Regions from separate parts of the Sus scrofa genome. Here all the other regions are linked to region 1. The links are chromatin contacts, called in public Hi-C and HiChIP or PLAC-seq maps. All regions are on one chromosome and are shown on one strand. Each heading gives the region's core, a stretch centred on a gene start, on an enhancer-like site or on the middle of the called end of the contact. The rest is flanking DNA. Distances are from core to core; before and after follow the strand shown. Region 1 overlaps FGGY (FGGY carbohydrate kinase domain-containing protein). Region 2 has its middle 180 kb from the start of JUN. Region 3 has its middle 220 kb from the start of FGGY. Region 4 has its middle 120 kb from the start of JUN.

Evidence for each region. A called contact is a pair of places that touch in the nucleus more often than the background predicts. HiChIP or PLAC-seq counts read pairs in DNA pulled down with a chosen protein or histone mark.
Region 2: a contact with region 1 is called in an H3K27ac HiChIP or PLAC-seq map of skeletal muscle. The contact joins two enhancer-like sites. A contact is called at or near these places in 4 of 47 Hi-C or Micro-C datasets (embryonic fibroblasts, psoas muscle and skeletal muscle) and 2 of 2 datasets of contacts at active chromatin or transcription factors (alveolar macrophages and skeletal muscle).
Region 3: an H3K27ac HiChIP or PLAC-seq map of alveolar macrophages shows a contact between it and region 1. The contact joins two enhancer-like sites. A contact is called at or near these places in 3 of 47 Hi-C or Micro-C datasets (embryonic fibroblasts, retroperitoneal adipose tissue and subcutaneous adipose tissue) and 2 of 2 datasets of contacts at active chromatin or transcription factors (alveolar macrophages and skeletal muscle).
Region 4: a contact with region 1 is called in a Hi-C map of skeletal muscle, with 5 times the contacts expected there. The contact joins two enhancer-like sites. A contact is called at or near these places in 6 of 47 Hi-C or Micro-C datasets (mesenteric adipose tissue, psoas muscle, retroperitoneal adipose tissue and 2 more) and 2 of 2 datasets of contacts at active chromatin or transcription factors (alveolar macrophages and skeletal muscle).

Annotation. Positions count from the first base shown.
Region 1 is chr6:152,830,224-152,832,923 of Sscrofa11.1, reverse strand. The region is part of intron 14 of FGGY (FGGY carbohydrate kinase domain-containing protein); the gene reads left to right. Among named protein-coding and RNA genes, the nearest start is that of HOOK1, 120 kb to the right of the region's middle. Within about 2 kb of position 1,388, at least 19 of the 83 cell types and tissues checked have an H3K27ac peak or open chromatin away from gene starts, as enhancers often do. A contact at or near this core is called in alveolar macrophages, retroperitoneal adipose tissue, skeletal muscle and 1 more, where this site is marked.
Region 2 is chr6:153,504,120-153,506,819 of Sscrofa11.1, reverse strand. No RefSeq gene overlaps it. Among named protein-coding and RNA genes, the nearest start is that of JUN, 180 kb to the left of the region's middle. Within about 2 kb of position 1,364, at least 23 of the 83 cell types and tissues checked have an H3K27ac peak or open chromatin away from gene starts, as enhancers often do. A contact at or near this core is called in alveolar macrophages and skeletal muscle, where this site is marked.
Region 3 is chr6:153,432,924-153,435,623 of Sscrofa11.1, reverse strand. No RefSeq gene overlaps it. Among named protein-coding and RNA genes, the nearest start is that of FGGY, 220 kb to the right of the region's middle. Within about 2 kb of position 1,278, at least 34 of the 83 cell types and tissues checked have an H3K27ac peak or open chromatin away from gene starts, as enhancers often do. A contact at or near this core is called in alveolar macrophages, retroperitoneal adipose tissue, skeletal muscle and 1 more, where this site is marked.
Region 4 is chr6:153,561,106-153,563,805 of Sscrofa11.1, reverse strand. No RefSeq gene overlaps it. Among named protein-coding and RNA genes, the nearest start is that of JUN, 120 kb to the left of the region's middle. Within about 2 kb of position 1,380, at least 76 of the 83 cell types and tissues checked have an H3K27ac peak or open chromatin away from gene starts, as enhancers often do. A contact at or near this core is called in alveolar macrophages, retroperitoneal adipose tissue, skeletal muscle and 1 more, where this site is marked.

The DNA of each region.
Region 1 (2,700 bases), core at 139-2,638:
AAGTCACACAGCTATTAAGTAATGGCATGAGGAATTGAAGTCTGTATGTCTCAGAGTTTATGTTTCTTGAAACATATCTCTTCCTCAAGGTTTCCAAATTTTCTTCCTGTTTCAAAGCAAATTACAAGAAAGCTGCATGTGTAACTCATATTGCTCTGGTCGCTTAGAAATTTCCTTGCAGAACCAACATTTAAAGTTTCTCATGTAGTTCTCATAATAAGTTTATGTTCGAAGTTTGTTATTTTCATTTTTACAAATGAGAAAACAGACTCAGAAAATTAAAAGAACGTACCCAAGGTCAGACTGGCTGTTAATATTCAAGCTGAATATTTGAATACAGGTTTTTCTGTCTGGTACAGAAAAATACACTGTTTTCTGTCTGGTACAGAAAATACACTGTTTCTACTGGTGACATCAAAGGATTGGATTTTAGGAGAGAGGGCCTAATGTTTTACAGGTTTAAAAAAAGAACAAGAGGAAAAACAAGGGCAGGTTCCCCACCTTCAAGGAGCTGACAGTCAGGCTAGAAGAATAAAAATGAAGCAACCTGAAACCAGAGAGTACCATTACATAAGCTGCTCCCTGGTAACAGCTACAAGCAAGAAAGAGAAGTGTGGTTTTGTATAAGACGGAGGGCTTGAAATGGAAATGCTAACTTAGGGAGAGCAGAGAAGCAGCAGGAAGTGGACTTTTCAGATAGTTGGTAATGAAAGCCGAAGAATAACACAGGCAAAAAAGATATCCACTCAAGTCCTAGGAAGGATCCCAACTGGGGAGTAACAATAGAAAGCTTAGTATGTAAGGGCCACACTTGATGGGGAGTAGGGATTGTCAGCTAGAAACAGATTGCTATAAACTGGATCAGGAGTCCTGGGAGCATCCTTTGCCCAACATCCCCTGACTCTTATCTATCTTTTTTTTTTTTTTTTTATGTAATAAGCTAATAGTCTCATTTTTAAAAAATGAACAACATTAAGTGCTTCTTAAATGATAACACTGCTTCCTGCTGAAGAAAAAAAGCCTGTAAATTATTTCAAGCCTGGGAGTAACAGCAAAGATTTATTATGTATCTCCAACAGTTTTGAAGACTCCCTGAAATTGAAAGGGAACACTTTAAATGCCCCTAGGAAGTTATCCTGTTTCACCAGAGTGCCTTTGTGTAGAGTGTTACATGTTTGGGGACATGGGGACTGACAAGGCACCTTCTGAGACAAGGCCGCTGAGATGGGAAGCCAGCAACTGCTTCACCCCACCTCACAATTGACCTCCCTTCCCCTCCCCCTCCCCCTCAGCTGACACTTTGGCCAGAGGAGCCTGGGTGTTGGATGGAGTTGATCAGACTGAAACTCCTACCAAGTTGGCCATGTCACTTTCAGCTGTCGGCATCTCTGATGAGGAGGGATCCGGACAGGCCAGGCTGGTTCAGATAACTGGATGACAGCAGTTGTTTTCACCCTAGGAAGCGGACTAACGGCTACAGACAGAAATCGATGGAGGAGAAAATTACAGACAATCCTAAAGCGGAGATTCGAGCAAGTGCTTAGACGATGAGGAAGCCGCTAGCTTTAGTGAATCTGGCATATTGTGGTGTGGTGGGGACTGGGACCCTTCTCTTCAAGGGGCTCCTGAAACGATAACAGAGGGTAGTCAGGAAGTGTCAGCAGTCATTGTGTGTATGACTATGGATTAACTCACTTAATCCTCACAAAAATCCCATGAGGTCCTGATCTGTCTTGTGCTTTGCAGATAAGGAGGCCTTTACAGATAAGGAGGCCAAATCACAAAGAGGTTAAGTACTTTCCCAAGGTTAGCTAGCTAGTAAGATACACTCCTGCCATGTTTTGAGCCTGTGGACTGCTCACTGGAATAATACTGGAACCCATCTGTAAAGCTGCCTTGGGATACTCCTCACAGTGGGCCCACGTCTACACGCACCCCCTCACCACTGCTTCTCTGCAGTGCTGCCCTAGGGTGTTTCAGTGTCGGCTTACCCCACCTGGGGGTGAGCTTCCGGGAAGGATCCCAGTCTCCCTTATCCGTAACTGGTAGCAGGTATGGCATGAGCAGGTGTTGTATTACCATGGAGGTGAAGTTGGCAGAGATTGCATATTCCCCCTGAGCTGCCTGAGAAGGCTGGTTACCCAAAAAGCCAGCCACTGAAAGGAACGGTGCTGCACTGGAGGAATGTGGATTGGAAGCCCTTAGCCGGTAAAATCCAAGCTAACCCCACTTAGCTCTTAGCCCTGTCTCTGCAAACAGCTTTCCGTGTTCATACCGGCCCCACCCCAGACTGTTCCTTGTGAGTCTCAGTTACTCTTTTTTCAAGGATACATACCCCAGCTTCACTTGTTGGTTCAGTGACTGAACAACTCGATGTATAACCCAGGACAAGAGGTCAACCTCTTTGGCCCTCAGTTTCCTCATCTTTACACTGAAAGAATCAGGTTCTGGTTTTCACAGAATGTAAAGTTGTGGACCATTTGTAAGGCCAGTGTATCAAACAGATAGAAGCTGAGCCGTGTCTCCTCTTTGCTGTGTCACTCCCTCCCTTTCCCCACCACATGGCAGCCTTGGAGGGTCTCATTTGAACTTAAGAAGCACTGGACTCCGGTTTCAAAGGCAATAACCCAAAATTATTAATTAACTCTAATAATAATACAATCACACAGTATTTCAAAATGGAACCCGTTGGGAAAGGTG
Region 2 (2,700 bases), core at 115-2,614, 670 kb before region 1:
ACAAGCCACCCAAGACTCAGTCACTTACAACTATAAGAATTTTTTCTTGGGAGTTCCTTTTATGGCTCAGTGGTTAACAAACCTGATTAGGATCCATGAAGATACGGGTTCAATCCCTGGCCTCACTCAGTGGGTTAAGGATCTGGCATTGTCCTGAGCTGTGGCGTAGGTCACAGACACTGCTCAGATCCCACGTTGCTGTGGCTGTGTAGGCTGGCACCTATAGCTCTGATTCAACCCCTAGCCTGGGAACTTCCATATGCCATGGGGGTGACCCTAAAAAAGCAAAAAATAAAAATAAAATAAAATAAAAAATTTTTTTCTTCTCACTCTTGGGTTTGTGGGTTGGCTGGGTAGCTTGGGTTCCAGCTTCAGCTTAACTGGGGCTGTGGGTCAGGTGTGGGTCTGTTGCATTTGTCTCATCCTGTGAGCTAGGGTGAAAGGTAGCCTCTGGTTACTCCTTGCATGGTAAATGAGCAAGTAAGCAGACAAAAATGTAATGAAACAGGTAATACCTCTTAAAATTTCAGCCCAGAACTGCCATGCCGTCATTTCCCCCTTTTGCCCATCATTCCTTTGCCCATGATAAAGCCCAATATCACTGGACAGGAGAATGTATTTGCTCAGTCTAATGGGAAGCCCTACAAAGTCAAATGAAAAGTGTAAAATTCTAACATAAGGAGAGAAGGGAAAATTGGAGAAAGGTCCTGGGCTTCACAAGGAGACTTAATTTCAAATTTGAGTTACGCTTAACTGCTTTGGAAACTAGAGAAATCACTTAACTTTTCTGAATCTCTTTCCTTCTTACATACTGAGTGCTTACAATATACTGGTCACTGAGCTAAGTATTTTATGAATGTTGTGTTTGTAAGGTAGGTAAGGTAGATAGATGTTCAGCCCCAATTAAATGGAGGAGAAAACTGAGATTGACGGAGGTATGTGACTTGCCCAAAGTCACATGCATTCAGAGTTTCATACCATGTTTCTCTGAGCCACCTCTTCTTACTTGAAAGAAGGTGTGTATCCTCTCTGCCATGTAAAGGGTGCTTGTTTCAGGTGAATTTCTGTCTTCTTTCACCTTATAGAATCCTGGAACCCCCAGGTCACTGGACTTTTGCTTTCTGGTGAACTTCAACCAAGGGATAACCAGCTGATGTGACTGGCCACCACCACCCTAGTTTCAAAGTTCATTGTGGTTAAAAAAAAAAGTAAGAGCTATTCTTAGCAGCGATTGGAGGGTGATCTCACTTCCCAGTCACGAGTCTTCGGGAGGAAGGACACTTGAAGCAAAGCCTGGACAGTGTTGATGGTGCAACGTGTTTGGTGCAGAGGCAGATTTCGTAATTGCCATGCCTGTCAGGTGATGCCTTGGCCTCTGTTCCCCGGATATCTTTCCACTCTGGGGCCAGCTGTTCTGACATCGCTGGGGAGGGACAGGTGGCAGCTTCTCTTTTGCAAGACTTGATTCATGTGGCATGGAAGATACGAGCAAGAGCAAATCTTGGATCAGACAGACCCTATTTGAATCAAGGTTGTGCTTCTCTCTCTCTGGGTAGCCTTGCTCTCGGCAAAGCTGTTCCCTTTGCTTGCTTAACACCCCCACCCCTGACTTCTCAGAGTTAGCTCTCTCTGCCTAAATGTCCCCTCATTCACAAGGTCTTCTCTGACCCTCTCCAGCTCTATGCTCCCTTAACACCCTGGACACTCAGGCCTGGCACTCAGGCTTTCCTATTTACTCGCTTATTTGGCTATCTGCTACTAGGATACCTATTCTGAGAGGGCAATCCCTGCCTCATGTCCCACTGAAATCCTCCTTGCTTCCTAGTGCCTAGGGCATAGGACCCACTCTATGAACATTTATTTTGTCTAAAGAATTCAATAATAAATTACTAGAAGCAGGCTGCTGCTTTCTCTGGCAGATTCAACATTGTCGGGGCTGTGGAAGACACTTGGCTCTAGGTCCTTGCTACTTAAAGTGTGGTCCATGGACCTGCATCCTCTGGGAACTTGTAAGAAAAGCAGTTTCTCAGGCCCCATCCTAGACCTACTGAAACAGAAGCTGCCTTTTAACCAGATCTCAAGTGATTTGCATACACAGAAAGTTTGAGAAGCACTACTCTCGACAACATGAGGCTATTTTTAGAAATCACATCCAAGTGTGGAATCTTGTTTTGGGATATTCAAAGACTGCCTCTAAACCAGCTCCACTGCAGAACCCACCCACTAGTTTTAAGTGTACAGACTCTGGGGGGTACTGCTTAGAGAGAACTGCCGCTGTTTGGGTGGACAGGTGATCTGTTTATTAAGCAAGTGATTGCCTAGGTCCTTCTAATGACTAGTTTCAAGAGCATGCTGGATGCCCCACGGAGCCCTGGGGAATTTTCTATTAACTCTCTAACAGGGACATGGGGATGGGCCAGTGCTTGGTATCTAGCCTCACTCCAGCTCTATATAAAGAGTAGTATAACCTCCTCTTTATATAGAAGGAGGCTGAAGTCCAGAGAAGGTAAGTCACTTGCCCATGGCCACACAGTCGGGGATGAGGTACGGTGGGGATATTACCTTTGCTCCAGGCTGACTCCCCAAGGAAAACCACCCTTCTAACTCATGGTGGTAAAACCCCTGCCTTGTTCCACATTCTGTCCTTTAAGTCTTCTTCATGAAGGACTAACTATATTCTCTGAACCACACAAACTGGCT
Region 3 (2,700 bases), core at 29-2,528, 600 kb before region 1:
ACCACAGCTCACGGCAATGCCAGGTGCTTAATCCACTGAGTGAAGCCAGGGATTGAACCCACAACCTCATGGTTCCTAGTCAGATTTATTTCCCCTGCGCCATGACGGGAACTCCAAGACTGTCTCTTAACTCATCCTTTTTTTCCTCTTTCCAAAGCCCCAGCGGTCCTCGGGGACAAGTACCATCTACATCACGAGGGACCTTGGTAGAAATACAAATTCTCAGCATCACCTCACCCCCAACCAGATCTACTGAATCTGAAACTCTAGGGTGAGGCCAGCAAACTGTACTTTTAACGGGTCTTCCAGTCTGAGAAGCCCTGACCTGGAGAGACCCCCCCCCCCCCATTTCATGCCTGATCTCCTGGGACAGCTCCTCACTGAGCTTCAACGGTTACTTTCCAATCTGTTCTCCACACTACAGCCAGATTACTTGGTTGTAACATGTAAGGACCCTGTTCAAAAGCCTTAAGTGGCTTCCTTTTGCCCTTAAAATTAAACGCAGATCCCTCACCATGGCCTACAGGGTCCTCTGTGATCTGGTCTTGCTTTTTTCTCCAGCCTTGCCCTGTATTTCCCCTCCACTAACTCTCCACCACCAGACACACTGGCTTTGCTTTCACATCTCAGACCAGAAGATCCTTCCTGCCTTAGGGTGTCCACCAGGGCCAGGGACAACAGGAGTGAGTCACCTTCTCTGCCCTTCAGGAGGGACGGTCAAGTAGGAGAGACAAATATGGACACAAATAAACATGCAGATTACAGGAAGCAAAGTAACAGTGCTGAGCACATGATAGAGCAGCCAAGATTAATTCCATTTGGGGACTCCCTTTCTGTGGCCACATCCAACTGCTTCTAAAGTTCTAAGGGGCAGGTTGTCCCACATGAACATTCCAACACTAGCCATTCCATCGCCCTGAGCCTCAGTCCCCACGTCTGTAAAATAGGGGCAAGGGAAGGCGCACATCAGGAGGCATGGAAAGCACCCTGGAGCCCAGGACAGGCCTGTGGCAGGGGCTCAGCAGGGTGACAGTTCTCTCTTATCTCTGCAGCAGAGTCAAGTTGTGATCTAGGGAGGCTGTGGGCAGGGGGGAGAGCCCTGAGCCTCAGTAGAAAATTAAGCACGTCCAGAAAAAAATGACGAGCTTGAGGTTAGGCCTAAAGAGAAAGGAAATTTCCCCTCCACACTGAGAAATCTCCCTCCTGTGGGTGTGGTAGCGAATGTGAAAGTGGAACCTCCCTCCTGGCTCCTGCACTTACCAGAAGGGGCAGTGAGGCTTGCAGGGGCCTTACAGAAAAAGCAGCAGCTGAACAGGAACTGGGGCCACCAGTTCTGGGAAGCTGGGGGCTTCTGGGGCAGAGCCCAGAGGCCCAGTGTTTACAAAGTCCAGAAGTACCTGCACCCAGACTGGGTTAGACAGAAACTGAACCGAGGTGAGCCCTTGGCACCGTCCCCCAGAGCTGGAAAGCTGGAGAGAAAGCCAGGATCACTTCTCCCGGGCACAGGGCTCCAGGCTCTTCAGACAAACAGCCGAGCTATAGCCTCTGAGAGGAAGTGGGGAATCCTTCCTCCCAGAGTGGATTAGCTATTCCTTCCTTCATTCACTCACTCCCAATTCCTTCTTCTGTGAAATAGGAAAAAAGAATTCCCTTGCTGTCTCTTTGGAATTCATATAGCAGGGAAGGATGGAAGAAGGTTTGCTGTAGAGCTCAAATGAGATAATGAATTCAGTCATCATTTAATGTGTACTAACTAAGCACCTGCTGTAATAATAATAAGGACACTTACGGAGTGCTTCGTTATTCCTTACAAGCACTCTCTGAGGTAGCTGCTGTTATTTCCATTTATGGATGAGGAAACTGCGGCTCTGAGAGGTGAACTTGTTTAGATCACACTGCTCGTCAGTGCTAGAGCTGGGATTTGAACATGAGCAGACTCTGAACTTGTCCTGGGTGCAGAGCTACAAACAGGGCCCAGGCCTTATCTCCGGCACTAGAGAGAGGGCATCTTCAAGGTCGGGAATGATCATCTATTAACCAGAATCTGCAAATTCTAGACCACAGCCCAGGGTGCAGTGGCTGATCACTAAATGTGGGTGGGCAACTTAAAACAAAGTGAAATGAAGCAATCTGGTGGGGCAGAGAAGGAAGCAGACAGACAGCACTGTGATGTAACAGGTAGGTGCCTGCAAAGGGCTCCCTGGAGTTTGCGCTGGGTCAGTGTGTACCAGTCAGGGTCTCAATGGCCCATCCACTTAGTGTATTCAGAGGAGGGCTTATCTGCAAAGCTACAGATGTGGAAGAATCACAAGGGAGAAACAGGAGCTTAGTAGTTGCCAAACATTTGCCACAAGGGGAGTGAGAGTCCTGCAGAGCCAACCACCTTAAGAGGAGCAGCAAGGGTCATGGCCAGGTCCAGAGGACTTACAACGAGGAACTCATTCCCTCTCTCCTTCTGAAGCTCCTGATTGGTGAAGAATCCACTAATGCCATCTCCATGGGCCAACCTCCTGGGCACAGAGCAAATGGAGAAAGCTGGAGTATAGATCTAAAAGGGAAAATAAAAGATACTCTGCACATCTTAGGGAGAAGGTGCAGGTATTTACTGGAAAGTAGAGCTGGAAAGCACATACCATCGAGGGAGAGGATGTGCAGTAGTCCCACTGTCTGGAAGGCTTGGAGTGCTTTGGTATATCAAAG
Region 4 (2,700 bases), core at 131-2,630, 730 kb before region 1:
GTTAACCAATCTAGTTTGGTCAATAAAATCTTTCCCACTGTGCAATCAATGGGGTAGGAGGGAAGAACATAAGGGTCTTTTGAAGAGGAACAATGTTGGGATTATTGGTCTAGATCAGTGGTTTTAAAAAGAAAGCAAAGCTGTACTTTTAAAACACTTGCCACCAGGGGTTTTGATTCAGTGGATCTGAGATGGAGTGAGCTTCCCAGGTGATTCTGAGATGACCAAGTCAGTAGTACCTGGCTCTGGCAAGTACGGGTCCCTTTCTGTCCTAATTTTTCCTTTTTTGTCCCCATCTCACTCAGCTTGTGCTTGACACTTTGAGTAATGGGAGCTTACCACCTCACAAGGCAGGCTGCCCAACCCAACAGCCATACTGATAATAAGCACACCAGTACAGTGACCATATGTAGAGGTTTTTTTGTTTGTTTTTGTTTTTTTTTTTGTCTTTCTAGGGCTGCACCCATGGCATATGGAGGTTCCCAAGCTAGGGGTTGAATCTGAGCTACAGCTGCCAGCCTATGCCACTGTCACAGCAACGCCAGATCCGAGCTGCGCTGCTACCTACACCCCAGCTCACTGCAACCCAGAATCCTTAACCCACTAAGGCCAGGGATCAAACCTGTGTTCTCATGGATGCTAGTCAGATTCGTATCCACTGAGCCATGAGGGGAACTCCTTCTTTTGGATCAGAGGTACTAAGGTACAGATGCTACTGATTCTGGCGGCTAGGTATTATTTACCCCCATTTTATAGTGAAAGAAAGCCAAACTCCTGAGGTTTAGTGGTGCATTCAATGTCTCAGAGGGTGCAGGGCTGGGCCAGGATTCCAGCCACCCCTGGTGGCTGGTTAGCCCACGTGCTTCCCCCCGGGCCTGGAGCAGGTCCCGGGGTGGGGGCGGGGTGACTCCTGGGAGGAGGGGAGGGATCCCGGTCGCCACGTCGCCGGCCCTGCCTGGCTGCACACCGCGCTCCGCCCAGCCCTCGCGGGCCTCCCCATAGAAGGTAAACCCAGGCAGGATCCCATGAGAGCTGGCGGGGCCTGGCGCCCCGCTGGTTTCAGTTTCTGAAGAGCCCAGCCCTGAGCAAACACGGGCTGGGAGGAGGGTTCTGGAAGCCTTCCCAACAGATAGCAGATTAACTCGCTGCTGCCTGGGAGCCACCCACGTGGGGACGGGCTGGGTCACCAGCAAGCGGCCTCCCTGGCAGGCAGACAGTCCCTGCGGGGGGCCGGTCGCCCCTGGCTGCCCAGAGCCACCCGAAGCCGGAGAAGGCACACGCTGACCCGCCAAGACGACCTCGGTGCCAGTTCCAGTCCGGCTCTGGCCGGGACCTCCAGGCTGGGTGACAAGGCTGAGGGACGGCCCCAACCCCACCCTCCAAATAAGGACAGATCTTCCTGCTTCAGCCTGCCTCTCCAGGGCGTTCCTGTTCCAACGTGTACGCAGAACGCTTAGAATGTTTGTTTTCTTTCTGAGAAAGAGGCTGAGGGACATGGCCAAGGCCGGCGTGAACTCCAAACCCAGGGCATTCTCTGTCGGACATTTTTCGGGCCAGACAGACTCGGGTCTGAATACTAGTTCTGCCACTTCCTATCCAGGAGACCTTCGTGTAAATTTCTTCATCTCTCTGAGCCTTATTATTCTCATCTCTAAAATGGGGATAATGCTACCTATCTCTAAGATAGGTTCTGTGGAGTCGATTAGATAGATACAGATTATACATATTAAGTATTTAGTGCCCTCAATCAATGCCAATTAACATTATTATTAATTATATTGTTACTACAAATGACTAATAATGACACTTAGGATTATTATTACTAATGCAACTGGGAGCATGGGTGTAAAAAAAATGGGCTCAATTAAAATTTTTTACTGAGGGAAATAGTTTTATGAGAGGTAAATAAAGATTGGAATAACACTGGGTCGCGAGCACATGATCTCATTTAGTATTCAAACAGCTTCACAAGGCAGGTGTTATTATCCCCATTATACAGGTGAGGAAGCTGAGGCCCCTGGAAGTTAAGTAACTAGGCCATGTCACACACTGTTCATACCTGGTATCCTGGCCTCCGGAGCTCTGTGATGATATTCCCTAAGCCTTAGCTACCTCAAACTTCCCCACCTCAACAAAGGAAAACTCTGGAAATGATAAAAGTCACCTCCTTCAGGCTGCTTTCTTAATTCTCTCTCTCCTCCCCTAGTAGAACAAACGCTCCCTCTTTTGTTCTCCTGGTGCGGGTAGCATGTGACTACACACCCTTGTGGGCTGTCTCTCTTCTCCAGGGAGTGTGCTTCTCAGAGGCAGACACTGTACACTTTTTTGCATGTTGGGAAGGTCTGTACGCTGTTGTTGTTAAGTACAGACTTAGGAGCCCAACTGCCTGGGCTCAAACCCTGGCTCAAATCGTGGCTTTACTACTTGTTGGCTGTGGGCTTGAGTAAGAAACTTAAGTTCTCTCTGCCTCATGCCCCTTATCTGTAAAATGGAAATTAACACTAAAAACAGCCTCATGGGAGTTCCCTGGTGGCCTAGTGGTTAAGGATCTGGCCTTATCACTGGTTCAAGTCACTGCTGTGGCAAGGGTTTGACCCCTAGCCCAGAAAGTTTCCCATACTCTGGGCATGGCCCAAAAAAAAAAAAATGCGTCTTGTGTGGACTTGCTGTTGCATTGAATGGACATTTAGATCTAGATCA